2 separate regions of the Mus musculus genome follow, and region 1 is linked to region 2. The links are chromatin contacts, called in public HiChIP or PLAC-seq maps. All regions are on one chromosome and are shown on one strand. Each heading gives the region's core, a stretch centred on a gene start, on an enhancer-like site or on the middle of the called end of the contact. The rest is flanking DNA. Distances are from core to core; before and after follow the strand shown.

The links. HiChIP or PLAC-seq counts read pairs in DNA pulled down with a chosen protein or histone mark.
Region 1: an H3K27ac HiChIP or PLAC-seq map of microglia shows a contact between it and region 2, with 7 times the contacts expected there. The contact joins the promoter of Gpr34 here to the promoter of Usp9x in region 2. A contact is called at or near these places in 2 of 115 datasets of contacts at active chromatin or transcription factors (memory CD8 T cells and microglia).

The regions. Positions count from the first base shown.
Region 1 is chrX:13,630,872-13,634,681 of GRCm38.p6, reverse strand. Gpr34 (G protein-coupled receptor 34) reads right to left here and starts at 1,913. Exons shown (of 3, transcript NM_011823.4): 1 at 1,802-1,913; 2 at 1,125-1,193. All of the region lies in intron 5 of Cask (calcium/calmodulin-dependent serine protein kinase (MAGUK family)), which reads left to right.
Region 2 is chrX:13,068,734-13,072,841 of GRCm38.p6, reverse strand. It overlaps Usp9x (ubiquitin specific peptidase 9, X chromosome), which reads right to left and starts at 1,344. Exons shown (of 45, transcript NM_009481.2): 1 at 1,109-1,344.

The DNA.
Region 1 (3,810 bases), core at 664-3,163, 560 kb before region 2:
TCAAGTAAAATTAAGTGATCAATAATAATAGTTGGACAAAAGCACGATTAGTGATGCTGCTAGTGTCAAGTTGGAGAATAAAGCAAAAGCCGTGTTGTTTCAACAACAACAGAAGCATGGCATACAGTGCCAGATAGTACCTGGCCAGCAGCAAGTGATTTATCAATCAATTCACAAGTTACAGCCTGTCTCAAATTTGGTAACTAGTGTCACCTTTAAAGTAAATTGGGAGCTGGGCTTGGTAGTTCATGTATGCCAGCAATCATAGTTCCTTTTGAGTCCAGGGCAGGAGAATCACAAGTTTACAGCAATGTTGTCTAACTTAGTGAGACCCTGCCTCAAAAGAACAAGTTAAAAGAGGGCCAGGAACATATCTAAATGGTAGAGCGGTTGCCTAGAAGTACAAAGCCCTTGGAGTTTGATATCCAATACTGCAAAAGCAAGGAAGTAAATGAGTCATCCATAAGTCATCTGGTATGTTGGTATCATTCACTCAGTGATCATCATCACCACCATCATCAGTATTATAATTAATTTGGGGAGGTCAAGACAGAGTTTCTCTGTGTAGCCCTGACTGTCCTGGAACTCAAACTCAAAGAGCAATCTGCCTCTGCCTCTGCCTCTGCCTCTGCCTCTGCCTCTGCCTCTGCCTCTGCCTCTGCCTCTGCCTCTGCCTCTGCCTCTGCCTCTGCCTCTGCCTCTGCCTCTGCCTCTGCCTCTGCCTCTGCCTCTGCCTCTGCCTCTGCCTCTGCCTCCCAAGTGCTGGGATTAAAGGCATGCACCATCACACCTGGATTCACTAATTATTCTTAAGGCTACTTATTCATATTTTACTTGTTCGCTATAAGAATTTGCCAGTGAAGATGAGAAATAAGTGAGCATAGCCTGTTGGCATGGCAGAGCTGACTTGTAGCTCATACAGTAGTCCCACTCATTCTCTAATAGCAGGTAGTGTTTGTTACTCAGCAAGCCCCATTCCTGTTTGCAGCCCTAAGTGAGCACTTGTACCCCAACTGCCACCATCCTACCTCCCAGATTTTCTTCAGTGGCTGTAGCCAAGAAAAGATCATGTAACATGTTATTTGGGTGTTATTTCTATCAATATCATGTGCTGAAATACATACCTATTTGACAATGGACTTATAATAATGACTGAATCTATTCAGGCCATACTTCAGAAGCTGCAGGAACTGCTGCATACAGAACAATTGAAAGCATGTTACTTGAAAAATAACGATATTAGTACTATATTTAGTTTTGTTATAAACTTAACTGTTTACTTTTAATTGTTTGAATTAATTTTTAAAAATATATTGTGGTTTATTTTTCTTTTCTAGAGTATTCTCTTTATTTAGTTCCAAAACATGAAACTTAAATTGTAACTGGTCTGTACCATAAGATAATAAAAATATAATAAAAATGTTTAAGATGGGGAAACAGTATAGCATTGTGAAGTCAAGAGATAATAAATAGGAAATCTGTAGTATATTGCAATTAAATTTACTATGTCTGAAAATAACTTTAGTTGATTCAAATACAACTGCAAATAATTATGACTACGCAATGCCAATAAACAATGTGACCATTGTTCTTAGTTATTCTATCCAAAAAGAAGTCTCCTTTGAAAAGCAAAGGTGTCGTCCAAAGCAGTTTACTCAGTGACTCTAAAAAACAGAGATTTGCTGAAAGCAGAATAGTGTTACCAGCATACATCGAGCTTCACTCTGAACATTCAAATAATCAAGTTTTAACTAAAACAAAGGCTGCTGTGTGTGGCTTTTAAAAATCAGAGAATACTTACAGTTGAAGCTTTCCTGAAGTAAAAGGAGTAAACCCAAAACTCCCTAGACCAGGTTGTGTCAGCTGGGCTCTTCCATCCGGTGGTGGTGGTGCAATTGGCTAGAGTTCTCTTCTTTTTTATATCCACATGTGGTACAGTTGTTTTTCCCCTTTTCTTTCTCTTTTCACTGTGACAGCCCTTGGGTCCCGTTTGGAGCTAAGAAAAGATACCACTCTTAGCAACAGCTTCAAGTTGAAGTTTAGGAAATTGCATCTTCTGTATGAGTCCCTTCTAGCCTAAACTAAAGAGCATTTGTCCCCTAAGATGCCAACAAACTATAAAATACAATCAGAAGTGGGCAGATGCTCTCTTTCCTAAGAAATGATGAGTGATGTCCTGTATGGATTTTAGAATATAACCCCTGAATTTCCATTTCCTTCCAGATTCATTTTAGAAGTTACTACCATCATGAAGTATATGAACTTTCTGCCCCAAAGTATACTAGCATTGCTAATAGTTGGCTTTTGTTTTGTTTTGTTTTTACTCTTTGGTTCTGCTGAAGTTTTATTTACTCTCTATATTATTTTAGTATCATTTTGTATCTTCCTTAAAGACCATGGATTCATTTCCTAAAACATCTTAAAATTTGGAGACTAGGTGGGATTTGTAGCACTATTTTCGCCTCAGCACAATAGTAAACTCACCCAAGTAAGCCGAAGTGCTCTCTCCTATTTCAAGGAAAAGATGCTGAGGCTCTGCAGCTTCCATTCTGGTCACAGTCCACTGTTTAACCACCATCAATTCATCTGTGTTACTGCTGGCCCTGCACTCGAGTGTCATTTCCCCTTTTGGTTGTTGTTTGGAACATGATTGTTATCCTCCAGCTTTGTCTAAATCTAACATTGTAAGTATTTCTGGAAATATTCTTCTGAACTTCATAGTCCCCAGAACTTTTAGTTTAGTTTTTTGAAGAATCATAACATGTGAGACCATAATTTTACATTGTTAGAATAAAAGTATTTTATAACTCTTACTTCCCCCTGAGAATCTCTGAGCAGGAAGATGGTTACTGTATCTGTCCAGCAGTATTTTTTTTCTTACTGTGGTAAGCGACACATACCACTAGATTTACCACATAGCCAGTTTTGACTCTATCATGCAGTGCTGCTCAGTGTACATATACCATCAGGCAGCAGATCACCATAACATTTTTATGATGCAAAATTAAACCTCTAAACCCTCTATACACGAATTTTCTCTGCCCCTAGTCTTAACATTGGCAACCATGATTCTGTGACATTGAGTTCCATTATAAAACCTTTTTGTGACTTGTTTATTTTACTTAGCCTACTATCATTGAGGTTCACCTATAACGTGTAACCTAATTTCCTTTGTTTTTAAGGCTGCATATTTCCAATGTTTGCCTATACTTCGTTTTCTTTATTATCTTTCAATAAGCATGTAAATTTTCTCTGCTTTGGGGCAATTATGAATATTGCAATATTGCTGCAACCAACATGAATATGCAAATATTTCTAAGATTCTGTCAGGATTTTCATGACTAAATGAGTCATAATGTGCTTTTTATCTCCTGAAATACAATATAAATACTAGTTTTGTATTGTACTATTGTCCTACACTTATGACATCCCATTTCAAAATTGCTTTTCAGCTTTTAGTGTTCTCATATTGTAGCCACATTTTCTCGCTGATGTAAGGTTTGAATATTATGTTCTAGTTCCTGATCATTCTGAACTTTGTCACCATTCCTTCATTATGTGAAACCCAACCCTAGTGAAGTTCAGCTTGCCACCTCTTCCAGTTCTGAACCTCCCCAGTGAAGATGAGGACTGCTGGCTACAAGCACACAGCCATACAGAATAGCCTATCTTCAGATTGGCAATCCAAAACCTTAAGGGGCCCTGCACTGCCAGAAATCCTTAGTGTGAATTCTAATGTCCTTAGTCCCGTAATTCTCAAAGGATGACTTCCAGACCAGTAGCAAAGTGGGATCAGGGGGAGGGGGAGGG
Region 2 (4,108 bases), core at 95-2,594:
AGTAATGGCGTTCGGTGTCAAGTGGAACAGGCCGAGGGCGTCCGCCGCCGGGTTAAGGGGCGCGCGAACCAACCGTCCCCGCCCCCGCCCGCGCCGTGCCCGCGCCCCCGCGCGCTCCCGACCGACCTCCCGCGCGGGTGGAGGGGCGGCACGGCGCGCCGGAGTCTCCATCCTCCTCCTTCTCCTCCTCCTCCTCCTCTCCACTCCCGTCAGGCAGGGAAGGGGGAGGAAGGGGGAGGGCCGGAGCCGTCAGCCATTTTCCCTGCCAGTCCAAAACACACACGCACACACAGCGCCACGCTCACTCACGGACACGGACACACGCTCGCGGGACGCCGGCCGCGCGCACCACGGAGGCTCGCGCGCGCCCGCGACGGCCGGGGCTCGGGGCGACCCCCAACCCCGGCAGCCAGGCCCCCAAGGGAGGACCGCTTACGCACACACACCCCCTCGCGCCGTCCTCCCCAGCCCTCCAGCCAGCCGGAGGCCCTGGGCGCCGCCGGGCTCGGTACTCACCAAACACAACCCGGGAGTCTCCTACGAAGCGGGCCACGCGGAGGCGGGAGACGAGATGCAAAAGCTCGATCCCGGGACCGGGCCTAACCTGGGAGCATCCCAAGCCGGGGGCTGGCGAGGGACAAAAATATGAGAGGCTGCGGATGGCGGGCGGGCTCGCGACGCGCGACGCGTACCGACCAGGGGTCTGGCCCTCACCCTGGCCGCCCTAGGGCAGCGGTGACCACGGCCGCCGCCTCCCTCTCGGCCGGCCGCAGCCCTCTTCCCCCTTCTCCCCTCAGGCTCGGGCGCTGAGCTCAGACAAGCTCCGGGCGGTGCGTTTCTCCTGCGTCACCTCCTCCTGCTCCTCCTCCTGCAGCGGCAGTTTCACCTTCCCCTAGTCGCCGCCTCTGTCCCCCCACTCCAGGCCTGCTCGCTTAGCTACCGCTCCTGTCCTCACTCCCGTCACCCACCCCAAGCCCTGGGGCGGTAAAGGCGGCCGCCTCCCTGGAGGGCGAGGCGGCGGCGGCCGACTCCCGCGAGGCCTGGGAGCCGGTGCAGGCAGGGAGGGGGTTCGCTGGGACAGGGAGGAGGGCCCCAATGGGCCGTTTACCGAGAGCTTGCGGCTCCGCCACCGGCGGACTCTAGCTTCCGCAGCCTTGGGTACCACAGCCTCGTCAATATGGCGAACCCAACAAATCAAGAAAGAAAAGAAAAGACAGAAAGAAAAAGAAAGAAAACCCGCACGGCCGGTGGTGGTGGCGGTGGCGGTGGCAGTGTCGGAGGCGGCGGCGACGGCGGCAGCAACAGCAGCGGCAGCGCAGACTCCCACTAGTCTCAGCACCGCCCAAGGCTCAGCGCTTCTCCGCCCCCATCAGGGCCCTCCCCCTCCAAGCCCCGCCCTCAGCGCCCGGCCCGGCCCCTCCCCTTGCCCAGCCCCCCTCTGGGCCAGCTGCCCCCTCTCCCTGTCCACCTCAGGCTGTTGAGGGAAAGAAAGGAAGAGCGCTGTGGGCCACTAGGGGGCCCAGACAAGGCCCCGTCGCCTGGAACACTGCGAGCTGGGTGGGGGAGGGGAAGACAATGCTAGGGAAAGATCGTACCATCGCTTCCGGACGGCCACTGCAGGGGGTCATGCGAGGGAGCCAGAGACCCTTACAAACCGTAGGGGACCGAACCGAGAGCTGACGAAGGACTCGGACCACTCCAAAGAGGAGGGTGGAGTGGGGGGAAGGGAGAGATCCGGCATGCGGCCTGGGCAAAGGGACTGACTGTCGGGAATGGCAGGGATGTGGACAGGAAAGGGTTAATAAGCACGCAAGCTGCAGCCGCGTCGCTAGTTTGACTAGGGCTGCTTGTTTTTGTTCCATTGTGAACCATGGCCCCACCATCCAGTGCCCGGATGGTGACGTCACCGGCCTCCCCCTTTTCCGGGATGGTTCGGAGGATTGGTTGGGGAGTGGGGGGGGGGGGTGACGGAAAGACTAGATTCCTGGGTCCCGGTGCTAGGCGTTTGCACCCGCCTTGCTTGAGGGTCTCGACTGCGCAGCTGACCCATGTCACGTGACACGAGGATAGGACAAGCCACAGAGCAGTGGTGCCAGGTCCTGAGGGTTTGGCCACCTGCACCCAGCCGATAGGGGGAAGGTGTGGCTTGAACTCCAGAGCGGGGTCGCGGGGGGTGGGGGGAGCTGCTTCCCACTCCACTTTGAGGGAGGCGCTTTAAGCAGCTCATTCACACGATCCTGCAGCATCAGTACCTAAAAGCATTTCGTCAGTCTTAAAGGCATAGTGACTGGGACTGAGAACATTTTGGACACCGGAATCCTTACAACAGTAAAGACAAAAAATTATACACCGTCCTAGACACCTTAGCTACTCAGTAATACTAAATGTAGCAAAATGAACTTCTATTGCCATATCATCAACACCATTCAGTGTGAGAACCTGGGAGGGACTTATGAACCCATCCGCTATGTCAGGGACTATTTTCTGCATATTGAGACTCCGAACTATAAGCTGCGGAGGAAGAACTTAACAGAGCAATCTCAAACGTTGTAGGTTTGAAACGATTCTATAATTTACCTAAAATTCACAAATGAAGAGAAAATGAATACAATTACTGATCGATATTTCATTTTGACTTAAAAATGCCTGTTGGCAGCAAATCTTTAAAAATCATTATAAAATACTATAAAGTTAATTACATTTCATATAGAATAGATGAACTTATGCTATAAGCAGTCATTTCTTTAAAAAATTTTTTTCTATTTATTTCATGTATGTGAGTACACTGTACCTGTCTTCAGACACAGCAGAAGAAGAAATTGGAACCCATTACAGATGGCTGTGAGCCACGGTGTGGTTGCTGGGGATTGAACTCAGGAGCTTTGGAAGAGCAATCAGTGCTCTTAACCGCTGAGCCATCTCTCCAGCCCAACACAGTCATTTCTAATAAAGGAATATTAAATGGAATCCCAAAGAATTTAGGGGACAGCATGTTGCCGGTGTAATTTTTTGAAACCATTTCTCTATACAGCACAAGACTGTTTTCACCACAAAACTAATAGCTTACCCTAAACACATTATTTATAGTCCTTATAACTCTTACCACATGCAATCTTATTTATATAATTACTTCCGTGCATGCTTTCCCTTGCTTATGGAGCCTCCAGAGAGAGCCTACCAACCATGTAACACTCTTAATTTGCTAAGTACATGGTATGGTGGGTTTATTTAATCCTCAGAACCCTCTGAAACAGACGGATAGGTATTTCTAGCCTTGACTTTAGATAGGAAAACAAAACGGTTAAATCATCAGTTTAAGATCAACAAGCCTGGTAAGCACATGTAGCTCTTTTAGCCATATCTAAAGTGCATCCTTAACAGAAATGTCCACAGTAGCCAATTCTATTCAGCATTATACTTGAGGTTCTAGTCAGAGAAGGAGAAGAAATGAAAGATACCCAGATAAGAAAGGAACAATTAAAACTTTCCTCACAAATAACATAATCTTACTCAGGGAAAACCTTAGGTAACCCAATATAAAAAAAAAAAACAATAAAACTAATACATGATTTTTAACAAGACTAAGGCTAGAGATTTGTCTACCTCCATTCATCCTCTCACAAAAAAGCTATCACATTATACCCTATAAATATGATTACTATGTGTCAATTTAAAATAACAATCTAACTCTTTTTAGACAACCTACAGAATGTTTTTTAAAGTCTCTGTAAATCATTTATCTAATAAGGAATTAACATCCACAATATTAACTTCAACTCAACAAACAGCAAAACAAAACCCTTCAATAAAGAAGTAAGCAAAAGGGTGACTTCTAGGACATCCAGGACTACACAGAAAAACTCTGCCCAAAGTACCAGCAAAACCAAAAATAAAACAAAACAAAAAAGCAAAAGAGGCTGGTGAGATGGCTCAGTAGGTAAAGGTGCTTGCTATGAAGCCTGACAACCTGAGTTTGATCCTTGGAGCCCACATGGTGGAAGAAGTAAATAGGCTCCTTCAAGTTGTCCTCTGAACTCTTGTAATGCATGTATGCATGCACACGTGCGCGCGCGCGCGCACACACACACACACACACACACACACACAC